Linked DNA regions of Mus musculus: region 2 is linked to region 1. Evidence: chromatin contacts called from public Hi-C data. All regions are on one chromosome and are shown on one strand. Each heading gives the region's core, a stretch centred on a gene start, on an enhancer-like site or on the middle of the called end of the contact. The rest is flanking DNA. Distances are from core to core; before and after follow the strand shown. Region 1 overlaps Jakmip3 (janus kinase and microtubule interacting protein 3). Region 2 has its middle 11 kb from the start of Bnip3.

Region 1 (7,113 bases), core at 3,400-5,899:
ACATTGTAGCTGAGGTTGGCCCAGAGCTCACATTGTGTTTCAAGCTAGCCTTGAACTCACAGAAATCTTTCTGCTTCCACTCCCAAACATGGTGAGATTACAGGCATGAGCAACCACATAGTGTTTCTGAATTAATTGAAGAAAGTACCTCCCTTCCTCTGTGAATCATGTGTGAAATATAGAACACTCAATATGTTTGAAGGAAGGACTGAAGAATGGCGGGGGGGCGGAGGGTGCAGGGTGGTGGTGATTAGAAATAGCTACTGTCCCCTGTGGGTTAGACTCTGAGGGGTACATTGAATCCCAAGTGGGACTCGGTATGCCAGAACCAACACCAGTATCTATGGACACAGAGCCTGGCTCTGTTCTCTCAGCAGATAAATACTCAGACCTTATGAAAACTTTCCAAATGAGAATGAGCAAAAGGAAAATGAACACATCCTGTGTCCCAGAGCAGACTATGGAGAGTGGATAACAGTGGAAGCCCAACAGCCCAACGTTGGGTAAGGTTGTATCCCACCTCTACGTTGTTGGAGACAAGATACCCCCGCCTCCAGCTACTCCTGCCCAGGGCCTGAGACTTGGTTATGGACTAAAGGCTCAACCTGTCCCCCAAGTGTGGAAGGATTAGCTAAAATCCAGCCAACCACCAGAAGACCTCTGCTCTCTGCCCCTTCCAAAGCACCCCCAGTGCCCCCAGGCTGGGCTACTAGCTTCCAACAAAGCATGTGGCAGAATTGAATATATCCAGGGACAGTCACATAAGCTGGGCAGGAGTTAGGTCCTGGAGGATCCTGGGAGGCTCCTCTGTGCCCTGGAGCAATGCTGCTAGGCAGACTCCAGGCTCAACACAAAAGGTAGCTAGCTCTCTTGGAATTCTGGGAAGCTGGCTAAAGACGGACACGCTGGGGAGGAAGGATGGTCTTAGCTCATAGTGTCAGGGCTCATAGTCCAAGGTCACTCAGCTCCATTGCTTCTGGTTCTGTGTGTGGGAGGAAGAGCAGCATAACTGGGAAGAGACAGGAGGGAGAACAAAGTGAATGACCTCATGGTGGCCTGGAGCTGATGCTGGCCACCTTCTGCCTCCCACTTTTGCTCCTCCTGGGCAGTGATATCCACATTTAGAATGGTTCTTTATTTCTTAGCTGGTGATCCTCACACCACCTGGCTCTGGACACCCTCCTAGACATGCCCAGAGGTGTGCTTTAGTGATGCAGGTGTCTCTCAGTCTAGCCAAGTTCATAATGAAGCTTAATTGTCATAGCCACTTGACTCTCGCAGAGGCCTGTGAGCGGCTGAGATGGCACGGGGGTGTTAGCTGCTGTGAGAAATGCTAAAGCCTTCTCAGACACAGGGCAGCCACGGAAGCCTGCCAGGACCAGAGGGGCAGGAGTTGCTTCTGGATTCTCATGTATGGGTTTCGCTTTCCTGCTGGTGCTTCGGGCCTTCCAGCAAGATCTGAACAGTGCAATGGGGGGGTGGGGGGTGGAGGGTCTTCACTCGAGGTTGGGGGTCCTTCCTTTAACTGCTGTTGGTTGTGGTGGAAAAGCGAAATAAATAATTCATTCCTTCTTCTAATTACTCAGCTGTGAGATAATACACTGGCTCCCTGCCAACCTTGGGGTACCAACTAACTGTTTCCTGAGAAGCGTGCGGATTCAAGCATACTTGATGGGCTTCGGTTCTTTGCAAACCGCATCCTCATTGAGACTTGGAGTGCTGTTCACATGTAAGGCCAGTGAACACCTCTTCGGGAGCCCCTTGAATGCTCTCGTTAAGATCCTCACAGTTTCTCAGGGCTTGGGGTGTGGCGTAGCCCAGGCTTGTTTCACTTATCTCTAGATGCTTGGATTGCTTTTCATGTTCAGAGAACATTTCAAGGTCACAGCCGTGGCCTAGGATTCCTCATTCCTTCTGGATAGGTCACTGTTATAAAGGTATGCTCCAGGGACAAGTCATAGTATATGTATGTATGTAAACATATACATGATATATATACAGATGATAGATATAGATGCAGATGATAGATATAGATGATGTACAATGTACATGCACATACGTCTTGCAAGTTCACATCAACATTAAATTCAAAGTCCGGACCACAAAGCTTCTGCCTAGTGCCCTGCGCACAGCGGAATCTCTCTCTGTCCTTCACACTGAGCATTTTTGTTCTCATGCAATCAGGAGGTGATGCAATCACCCCATTCCTGCGCTCATGTCATACAAGCAATGGTTTCAGGACTCAGTGGTTTTGATGTTGACACGATGAGTGTGATAACCATGACTGGATGGTGGCCTTGCACTTGCCACATGCCCCCCACCCCCACCGTGTGGTTGCATCCTAACAGCCTGGACAGTTCCACAGCCATTCTAACCTGCTGTCCCTTCAGACTTTCATTTGTTGTCTCCCCCCGCACCCAACCGTCTGGTGAGGAATCTCAAAGGATTTTCTAAATCTCAGAATACTTCATATTTCCCAATGGATCTATGCAGATTGAGCCTGGCAGGTTGCCCTAAGCACAGGTCACATGTGGCTTCTATGTCTTCACCTTCTGTAGGGTCTAACTCACAGAGGGGCTCTGGGTTCCATGCTCATAGCCTGATTGGTGTCCCTGTCTGATTCCTTAGGGAAATGTCACTGTCCTTATGGGCAGCCGTAGGAACAATGCCACCTGAATTCCTGCATGATGTCCACTCTGCAGCTGGATGCAGGCTTTTCCAGACGCTAACCCTTAGCCTTACGCTTGCTGCTCTTCCTTCTCTCGGTTCACAGCTGCTCTCAGCTAACCCATGATCACACTTTTGTCTCCTTTCCTTTATACACAGAGTACATTGGCACCTGAGATTTCTCTCATGTTGCTAGTGTACTCTCTGGGGTTGCTGCTCTGGGTCTTGGTTTCACGAACGCTGCTCTTTCAGTAAACAGTTTCCTTTTAAAAACATTTTTTTGTGTCTCAAAAGATAAATGAGCTCACTACCCTTGCAGAGGACCCAGCCTGGAGTCCTAGCACCCATATTGAGGCTCATAAATGCCTGCAACTCCAGTTCCAGGGGGATCCAATACCCTCTCTGGTCTCCACTGGTCCCACTGGCTCATATAAACTCATACAAATTTACATACAAAATGTACATACAAAATTTAAATAGATTAAATTTAAAATTAAATCATTTACTTACTTACTTACTTATTTTTGGGTAGGGGATCCATGCTATGCTTTTTATTTGTTGTTGTTGTTTTGAGACAGGGTTTCTCTGTATAGACTGGCTGTACTGGAACTCACTTTGTAGACCAGGCTGACCTCGAACTCAGAAATCTGCCTGCCTCTGCCTCCCGAGTGCCGGGATTAAAGGCATGTGCCACCACGCCCGGCTCATACTATGCTCTTACCTCTGAGCCATCTCAGCAGTCCCTAGCTTCCTCTTAAAGCATCCTAAGTGGCATGTTTCTGTACTCTGAATTTGTGTCTCCATCATCTGCAAGGACCCCCCACTGTCCTTATGTTAGGATAACTGCTCATCTTCAATGTTCACCCATTTTCTTTTTATTTTTTCATGGTCTCTCTTTCCATTTCTCACAAAATATTATTTGTTGGGCTCATATGTTCATACTCCTTCTATATCTATACTTCTAAAGTATCGTTTCTAGTTTGTGAGTCTTGGCACATCAATTACACATTTTTCTAACCTGGATTTATGTTCTGTCTTGCCCAGCTTTCTTGATGTCTTTTAGGTCCATTGTAAATAACCTTCATGGGTCCCTTCTGCAGGAGAGTGAGTTTCTGTGATGTGCTTTCACTAATTATAGGGACATTTCTTTGTTTCTTGTTCCCTTCCTCTCTCTATTGTATCTGGATATGATCTGAGATTCTCCAATGGTCATTTGACATTTGAATCCATCCCCACTCCCACCCTAACCCAGCATTTCCCGCTAGAGATCTGTGTCCCACACCATACAGAGTGCTCTGGAATTTTCTTCCTTACATCTCCACAATGAGGCAGCAGCTACAAGCCACGAAACGACCCCCTCAATATACCCCAGAGGGTGAGGCAAGAGCTAACTGGACATTTTCCAAATGACCAATGCCACAGGGCTGAGCTTCTTACCTGTGATTTCTGGAGCTAGTGGTCCTCATGGATCCCTGGAGTAAGCTGGAAAACTGGAGGGGTATTCCTGGTGCCCTTTTGTTTTTTATATTTTACATATGCATGTATGTATGTACATATAGTCCAGGCTGGCCCCCTGCCTCAGCTTCCTGAGTGCCAGTATTACAGGCAGTAACTGCCATATCTTCTTTTAAAAAATCCCATCTGAAAGATGCTTGACTCCCACAGCAGAGCCCCTTTCCTGGTAGAGTCCTGCCAGTCTCCCCTGGTGCTTTACATGTATAACCGGCTATCTCCATGTTACATGTGTGACCACCTCTCCCCATGCATCTGCTGTTGCTGATTTTCTCCCTAGATCATCACTGTGGTCCTGTAGGTCCAGGCTCAGGTCAGCTCAGCATCCCAGCATCCCTGGCTAGGAAACTGGCTTGTCATCACAACCATGTGCCTTATCTCTTCTTTCCTGGGGCATAAACTACAGAGGATGCAGAGGCTCCTCGGAGTCTGCAAGCCCCTTAGTGGCTGGGTGACAGCTGGGGGAGTGTCAGGAAGCCCAGGGACACATGCTTTGCCATGAAGGTCACAGACCCACCTTATCTGGTAATAGACGTTCCTGAATTGCACTTCTCAAGAATAAATGCCAGTGATGGTTCGCTCTGTGCCTCCCTTCTCTTCCCCAGTCATTGTAACCAGTTATAAAAAAAACTCACACGAAAAATGCTTTCATTTTAGAAACCAAAACAATTTCCTAAGGTTCCATCTCAGGTTTGCTAGCCTGTTCTCTTACTGTTGACCACCTAGACTATCTCTGATGTTTCCATGGTTTTTTAAAATTATTTTTATTTATGTATATGTGCATGCATGTATGTACCTGTCTGTGAGCACTTGTAGATTTCGGAAGAAGGCACTGGATTCCTGGAGCCAGAGTTGTGAGCCACCTGACATGGGTGCTGGGAGCCGAACTCTGATCCTCTGCAAGAGCAGTAAGTGCTCTTGACGACCGAGCCCCATCCACCGAGTTTCCTTCTGTTTACAGATACTGAAGGCTATAGAAGTACAAGCCCGGGTGTAACACAACTGCCACAGAACACTCAAACAGAGGATTTGGTCTAAAGGGACCTCTGTGTATAGTAGCTTTGACCTGGCAGGATGTTCCACCACATTGCAATATAACTGCAATATAACAATATCCCTGTAGCCACAATCAATAACAGAAGCCAAACCCTTGCTGAAAGTGTGAAATTATGCACCAAACATGGCCACCATACTATACCTCTCTTGTCATTTCCTGGTTACAAAATCGACTCCTAGATGCAACTCTGGTCAGTTCCTGGTCTTTCTAATACAATCCAATTGTCTTAGTCAGGGTTTCTATTCCTGCACAAACATCATGACCAAGAAGCAGTTGGGGAGGAAAGGGTTTATTCAGCTTACACTTTCCACATTGCTATTTATCACCAAAGGAAGTCAGGACTGGAACTCAAGCAGATCAGGAAGCAGGAGCTGATGCAGAGGCCATGGAGGGATGTTTCTTACTGGCTTGCTTCCCCTGGCTTGCTCAGCTTGCTCTCTTATAGAACCAAGACTACCAGCCCAGAGATGGCACCACCCACAAGGGGATGACATCCCCCCCCCCCCCGCCTTGATCACTAACTGAGAAAATGCCTTGCAGCTGGATCTCGTGGAGGCATTTCCCCAACTGAAGCTCCTTTCTCTGTGATAACGCCAACCTGTGTCAAGTTGACACAAAACTAGCCAGTACACCAATTATCTATCTTGTCTGATAATTTCATAATGTGTGCTCCTATCTATTTGTAACAATTCTCCCTACTGTCTAGTTTACTCATTTCCTACCAATTCTTGCACACTTATCCTTCCAGGTTAGAATTCAGGGACATTGGACCAGTGGGTCAATTTGTCTCCCTGAGACTTACACCCTTAGGAAACCCCTCCCCCTTACCTAAAGGTAGAAAATAGCCAAGCACTTCTCAGAACACAAGTATGGCGAGTGACCTTTGGCTTCATTAGCTGTCAGCACACAGCCTCTGCCTCATACTGTGGACTGATACACCTTATGCTTCCTTATACTTGGAAGTGGAGGCTGAAGCTCACTCACCTTAAAAAGGTCTCCTTAAGGGGCTGGGGAGATGGCTCAGTGGTTAAGAGCACTGGCTATTTTTCCAGAGGATCCAGGTTCCCAGCATCCATATGGTGACTCACAACTGTCTATGACTTTAATTCCAGGGTATCTGACTTCCTATTGATCTCCATGGGCACGGCATGGACATGGTGTACATATATATATATATATATATATATATATATATATATATATGCAGACAAAACACTCATACACATAAAAAATAAGTCTAAAAAAAAGTCCCCCTAAGCAGTATGTAGTTCAAGCAACAAACTGCTATGCGGACTTGAGAGGCAGCATCCTAGAAGGCTTGACCAGATGCTACTCAGAACAGTGGATAACTGAACCAAAAGTGAAGTGCAGGCTGCAGAGGTCCTGTGTCAGACACGGTGCTGGGACTCACTTGGAATGGCCACTTCCTATCTGAGGGAGGGTGCCAGCCCAACCCCCTGCCCCCAGGAATCCACATCTCACTTGTTTATAGATGCAACAGCCATCAACATCCTTGTGACAAAAATATTTATGGCTCTCAAATAATAGTAAACAAGAAGGCCGCACCCTGCCCACAGCTTGAAGGTTTTGAGGTTTTAAATTAGACAGATGACAGGGTGCAGTCCTGCCCCTTAACTCAACATGGTGCTTAATTAGCCACCTTTGCTGGGAAAGGACACGTTCTCTGAATATTATGAAAATAGTCTGCTAGCCTTCAACTCTGAGTGTTCTAGAATCAAGGTCATCTTTACAGACCAACTCTCCAAGGACTAGACACCAAACAGAACACACACCTGAGCCCATCTGCCACGTCTGTCTATTCTAATTTCACCAGAGGTGGTTGGAAGATAATACAAAGAGCTGTCATGCAAAGCTTT
Region 2 (6,762 bases), core at 2,873-5,372, 81 kb after region 1:
TCTTAGCCTTCTCTTTTCCCCTTGAGACAGAGTCTCATTAGGCAGTCCTGGCTGGCCTGGAACTTGCTATGTAGAGCAAGTTGGCCTTGAACTCACAGGCATCACCCTGTCTCTGCTCCTCTGGAGTGCTGGGATTAAAGACATGGACCACCATACCTGGCTACCCTCTGTATTTTTAAGTATATGCAACCAAAATTTACTGCTGTTTGTTTGTTTGTTTATTTATTTATTTATTTATTTTTGCCAATGATCCAGTCTACCCGCAGTGTTTGGCCTAGGCACACCTACTCAAACTGCTGTTACACCTCCAGAATGGTACACCCTACTTCTGTAAAGTGTCACCTTCAGAGACTTGATGGCTTTTCTGATGTGTGGACTCTTGATGGCTTGGGTAATTCCATGGCTATTTTTAAAGGGAATAAATAAGAGGAGCTGACCTCTTGATTTGCATAATTGTGTGTTGTTTCTGGGGCAAGAGGGCAGTGAACCATTTTCTTTCCAGGATCACACAAGGTGCTTATAGAAAGACGAGCTGGGTGGGTCATTACCAGGGACTGTGCATGAAGTGTTTCATCCTTGGTTGGAAGGAGCCCTGCCCCCGCAGGGGATGAGAACAGACAAGTGAATACCTGTGAAACCCTCAAGTCCCTGGGTGGCACATTGTCCAGCTGGGCTCTGTGTAGCTCTGTTCTGGTGAGCATCTTACTCATGGAGGCTGCCCATTGCACCCCTCAGGGGTTTTTGACTATGATTTAGTGGGTTTACTCAGATGAAAGGCTGGGTTTGTTTGGGTTGCTTGGGTGTTTCTCACATCAGATCTTCTGACTCCAGAGACTAAGAAGCTATTAAGACAGCTTCAGCTGCAGAGAAGAAGACCTGGAGCCAATGGGTTTGACAACAGGAGTGGAGCACTGCCTGTGGCCTCCAGAATCATTACAACCTGACAGTTTAGACTCTAAAAGACTTCTGAATCTAGAAGATCTGGGATTCGTCATTTGAACGCATTCGCCAAAAGGGGGTACTGTGCAGCCAAGCTTGGAAGTTGCTGCTCTGTGTACCTGGTTCATGGGTTAGGGGCTCCTTAAATGGATCTTCAAGGCTCAGGATTCAGGTGGTTCCCACAGAAGTAGTCAGGGGGGTCCTGGCTGATGTATTCTGGGGAGCTGCATCTAGGCTGAGAAGTGGTCTGGGGGACTGATGCATGAGGGGAGCAGAGGCAAAACATAAGAGCTGGGGACACAGCTGCCTCTTGTTCTGATGTTCTCTTCCCCTGTGTCCTGTCTCCCCCCCCCCCCCCAGTATCCCTTCTACCACCTACTGTGCTCACACTGGAGTGAACAGCAGAGCAGCATGGTGATGTCTTCCCTCCATGCTGTCTCCACCCAAGAGCAGGGCGCCTGTGCTGTGCTGTGCTGTGCTGTGCTGTGCTGTGCTGCGTTTTCCATCTGAGATCTGGCAAACTTTTGCAGTGCAGGCTCCCTACCCACCATAAATGTAGCTGGAACACCAGCGCTGGCAGCTACTTCCGCTCAGCTGGACAGTAGCCCTAACGCCAAGGTCAGAGGATGTGGAATGGCGTGAGCTGGGGAAACCATGGGGTGGTCTCTTCAGCCACAGCTGCTGCTGTTAAAAGCAAAACAAACACAATGTGGGGTATGATGGAGCACGCCTTTAATCTCAGCGCTGGGGAGGCAGAGGCAGGCAGATCTCTGAGTTCAAGGCCAACCTGGTCTAAAGAGTGAGTTCCAACACAGCCAGGGCTACACGGAGACACCCTGTTTCAAAATAACAACTAAACCCCTACTGTAATACATAAACATCAGAAACCATTACTTCTGTTTTTAAGATTTTTGGTCTGAGATTTGAAGACATCTGTCCTGTGAAGACTACATCTTCTTAAGATAGCACATGGCCCGAAATGCAGTTAACAAGGGAACAGTGCCAAGGAGTCAGGAGAAAATGCTTACTGCTCTGTCTGGGGCAAAGGGCCAGGCTGCGGCCTGGGCAGGGAGAGTCCTGCCAGGAGACTGGGGCAAGACTGGGTAGTAGCTGAGCAGGACAGATGTGGGAGAGTTCAGAGGAGGGTTGTGTGAGGAAGACTAGAGTCCGCATCGCCAGAACCTGCACACTCATATTCATGGAGGCCGTGGCGGTAACAGCCAAAGCTTGGAAGCGCTGAGGTATCCTTCAGGAGGCGAAGGAGTATACATCCTGTTGCACCCAGACAATGGAAGCGTGTTCAATTATGAGCTGCCAAGCCAGGAAAAGACATGGAACAATATTACTGGAAAACACCCGAGTTCAGTTCCCCGTACCCACATGTCAGCTCACAACTCTGTAACTTCAGTTCCAGGGGATCTGATGAAGATCCAGGGCGTCCTCCGGCGTCCTCTTCCATGTCCACTTCATGCATCTGAGGTACAGATGGACATGCATGTAGGCATAACACTTACCCATACCCATGAAAAAAAATCTTGAATATAAAACAGAGAATACATGTCTAGGCTGAGCATGATGGCACACACCTTTAATTCCAGCACCAAGGAAGTGGTGACAGGCCAATCTTTGTGAGTTCAAGGCCAACCGGATCTACATGAGTTGCAAACTAGGCGGGGCTACATAGTGAGACCCTTTCTAACATAAACAAACAAACAAACAAAACAAATACTGAGAGAAGCCAGACTGAAAAAGTTATGCTGTAGGCTCCTATCGGTGCCATTCTGGAAAAGATAAGTCTGTAGAGAAAGGAAAAAAAAAAAAGTGGTGTTACCAGGGGGTGGGATGTTGAGACAGAGGGCAGGGACTTAACACGGTAATCCATTCTGCATGAGTCAGGTCCAGAGAGCAGGCAGCAAAAGCAACATGGACCACAGGTCCACTGGTGACTCCATAGTTGTGTGGTTTAACAAAGAAAAACGCTCTGGTGAGGATCCTGATAGAGGAACTCGTGTGTACGTGTGTGTGTGTGTGTGTGTGTGTGTGTGTGTGTGTGTGTGTGTGTATGTGTATATGTATGTGTGTATGTATGTGTATGTGTGTGTGTATGTGTTTGTATGTGTGTGTATGTGTACATGTGTGTGTATGTATGTGTGTATTTATGTGTGTGTATGTGTATTTATGTGTGTGTATGTATGTGTGTGTATGTGTACATGTGTGTGTATGTGTGTGTATGTGCATGTGTGTGTGTATGTGTGTGTGTGTAGGGGGTGGTCAGGGGCATTTGGAAAATCTTTCTCCTTGATGCTTACTCTTTCTACAAAACTGAAAAGTTTGTCTTTGTAAAATAAGCATATGACAGGGCTAGGAGTGTGGTAGAGTGTAGTAACCAAGCATCAACAAAGCCCTGGTTTGATGCCCTAGCACCCCATGTACTGGGTGTGGTCACACTCTGATCCCAGTACTCAGTAGGTAGAGGTAGGAGCATCAGAAGTTCAAAGTCATCCTCCACTACGTTGTGAATTCGTGACCATTTTGGGATACAAGAGCTCCTGTCCTATTTCAAACAAACAAACAAACAAACAAACAAACAAACAAAAAGGCAATTCTTCCTGAGCCGGCACGGTGAGACATGACTGTGATCCTGGCACTCTGGAAGCTGAAGCAAGAAGACTGATTGCAAGTTCAAGATCAACTGGGTTATATATTAATACTGTCACAAACAAACAAAAAAAGTGAGACAAGAAATCAAGCAAGCAGACAAACAAACGTAAAAAGGAATGACAGAAACTTGCCTCAAGAGATCAAGGTCAATTGAAATGTTCCAGAAAGAGGAAAAAAGAGACACTTTCACTGGGGCTGGCGACTGCCTAGTGCCATCTTCTGGCTCACAGCCACCTTGTATCTACCTTTCCTCCCTATAAAAGCCCTTTCTTCCTTAAGATAGTCTCCTCCCATTTCCTCGCGCCAGGACCACCAAGTGGCGATATGGCTACGGGCATGGGTATGGGCGTGTGCCCTGAGAGGCTACACGACAGAGTGCTGTTGGGCACGTTTCGTCCTGAGACAGTTGTTGGCATGTTGGTCTCAGGCCACCTGACCTGTTACTCCACTTCTGCAATCTCTGTGAAGCAGGCCTGGAGCTATTGCCTCACCGACCGACCAAGGACAAACAACAGCGGCGGCCACAGCCCAGCGCACCCTGACGGTCCTTGGGGATACTGTCCAGCCCCAGCTCGGCTGTGCCTGACTCTCGGAGCCTGAGCTGCTTCCTGTTTTGAACGTTCTCTGGCGAGTACAGTTCAGGCTTTTATCAAAGTACACGCTGCTTTCCTTCCCCGGGGATCTCACTTTGCAGCCAACTGGGACGCTGCACAAGTACACTTGGGACCTAAAGCGTGTGCATGTTGTTTACAATTCTGAAGATTTCATCACGCCAGTTTCTAAAAATAACTTGGCGTGGCATAGGCGTCACTGTGAATTCCTGGAAAAGTGGGTGTTTTCCTAGAGGAGGGAAGGAGGCAGAACAGAGTGGTCAGTACAGCCTGATGCAGGAGGCTCCTGCCAGAAAGGCAAGGCGGAAGCCACTCAGAGGGCTCCTTGGAGCTGAACTGCCCTTCCTACCTCCACATCAGAGGCAGAACTCCTGCTAACAGCCAGCAGGGGCTGAATTCATTTCAGGTTCCCACCTCTGGTTTATTTCACTACAGAGAAATAAACATCCTCTTTATAACCCCTTCTCCCCAATGCCCCGGGACTTCTCCCAGCTGGGTCAAAGTCACATTTGTCACTTCTGCCACCTTTGGCTCATACACCCTATCTTCTTTTTGCTTGGGTCCTCACTATGTAATTATTAGGCCATGGCCAGTGTGGCCATGCAAACCCTCAGTATTATTCTGGCTCTTTATACAGGAAAAGTGCACTGTTTATCAGAGAGGGCTACTGTGAAGGTTAGTTTTATTATTTATTTATTTATTTATTTATTTATTTTTAAAAGATTTATTTATTTATTATATGTAAGTACATTGTAGCTGTCTTCAGACACTCCAGAAGAGGGAGTCAGATCTCGTTACGGATGGTTGTGAGCCACCATGTGGTTGCTGGGATTTGAACTCTGGAGCAGTCGGGTGCTCTAACCCACTGAGCCATCTCACCAGCCCTTTTTATTATTTTTAAATCACTTTTTGGTGTGTCTATGTCTATGTAAGCGTGTGCCATATGGGTGCAGGGTCCTCTTGGATTAGAGTTGTAGGTGATTTATGATCTATCTGATCTGGTCCTGGGAACCAAACTGGAGTCCTCAGTAAGAGCAGCAAGTTTTTAAATTGCTGAGCCATTTCTCCAGGGCCCCCTTCCTTAAAAAGTTTTATTTTATGTGCACATGGGTGTTTTGCCTGTATGCATGTACGCACATCACATATGTGTATTGCTTATGTGTTGTGGGACGTAATAAAAAATGGTATCATCCCACGCAATACACAGCTGCTCTCTGTCCCCAACGGTCTTGCCACCTCTAAGCCAGCCCCAGGTTCCGGATTGCCTGCCTCAGAGCCTCTTGTACCTTCTCAGCATCCACCCCCTAGGCTAGTTATCACAAATTCCCTTAATCAGTAAATCAAAACTCTAGAAGCTTATAATTAATCAGTCAGATTTATATATCAATAAATTCTCAATTCACAAGATGCCCACACAATAATTTCAGAGCCAATTGATAATGATACAAGCTGCCCGCCTAGATTAGATGTTATCTCAAGTATTCTTTCCTTTTATGATTTTTTTTTTTTTTTTTTTTTTTTTTTTTGGTTTTTCGAGACAGGGTTTCTCTTTAGCCCTGGCTGTCCTGGAACTCACTTTGTAGACCAGGCTGGCCTCGAACTCAGAAATAATCTGCCTGCCTCTGCCTCCCGAGTGCTGGGATTAAAGGCATGAGCCACCATGCCCGGCCCTTTTATGATATTTTAAAGCCACACAGAATCTGGATTGTCTTTCTCTTTCTCCATCTTCCTTCCTTCTCCTCTCTGTCCGCTCTCTTCCATCTCTAAAAATCCTCACCCGTCTTCCTTCTCCACTGCCCAGTCACAGGCTTCTTGTTGTATTACTACTTAAATTCATTGGGGGAAAATTCTGCTACACTTATGGAGGCTAGAAGAGGGCATTGGATCTTTTGGAACTGGAGTTACAGGTGGCTGCGAGCTGCCCCTGGGTACTGAACCCAGATCCTAGAAGATATAGTCTAGTGTTCTTAACTTCTGAGTCACCTCTCCAGCCACAATGGTTAATCTTACTTGTCAACTTGACACAATCTATAATCATCTGAGACCAGAGTCTCAGTGAGGAATTTGCTAGGTGGGGCTCGGCTTGTGGGGATGTCTGTGAGGGACTATCTTAAGTGCCTTAGTTGGTGTGGGAAGCCCCAGCCTGAAGGTGCAAAGCATAGTTTCTTGGTTGGGAGCCTGTATTAGTCAGGGTTCTCTAGAGTCACAGAACTTATGGACAGTCTCTAGATAGTAAAGGAATTTATTGATGACTTACAGTCGGCAGCCCAATTCCCAACAATGATTCAGTCCCAGCTGTGAATGGAAGTCCAAGGATCTAGCAGTTACTCAGTCTCATGCAGCAAGCAGGCGAAGGAGCAAGAGCTCGAGCTAGACTCCCTTCTTCCAATGTCCTTATATTGTCTCCAGCAGAAGGTGTAGCCCAGATTAAAGGTGTGTTCCACCACACCTTTAATCCCAGATGAAAGGCGTAGCCCAGATTAAAGGTGTGTTCCTTAAACTCGGAGATTCAATCTTCTGGAATCCATAGCCACTATGGCTCAAGATCTTC

What was found. Hi-C and Micro-C count contacts between places; a contact is called where the count stands out from the background.
Region 2: a contact with region 1 is called in a Hi-C map of the N1E-115 cell line, with 4 times the contacts expected there. The contact joins two enhancer-like sites. A contact is called at or near these places in 1 of 39 promoter capture datasets (hippocampal neurons), 4 of 484 Hi-C or Micro-C datasets (the N1E-115 cell line, cerebral cortex, granulosa cells and 1 more) and 1 of 9 other capture datasets (pancreatic islet).

Annotation. Positions count from the first base shown.
Region 1 is chr7:138,998,012-139,005,124 of GRCm38.p6, reverse strand. All of the region lies in intron 2 of Jakmip3 (janus kinase and microtubule interacting protein 3), which reads right to left. Among named protein-coding and RNA genes, the nearest start is that of Jakmip3, 61 kb to the right of the region's middle. Within about 2 kb of position 4,649, at least 3 of the 459 cell types and tissues checked have an H3K27ac peak or open chromatin away from gene starts, as enhancers often do. A contact at or near this core is called in the N1E-115 cell line, where this site is marked.
Region 2 is chr7:138,917,056-138,923,817 of GRCm38.p6, reverse strand. No RefSeq gene overlaps it. Among named protein-coding and RNA genes, the nearest start is that of Bnip3, 11 kb to the right of the region's middle. Within about 2 kb of position 4,122, at least 284 of the 459 cell types and tissues checked have an H3K27ac peak or open chromatin away from gene starts, as enhancers often do. A contact at or near this core is called in the N1E-115 cell line, where this site is marked.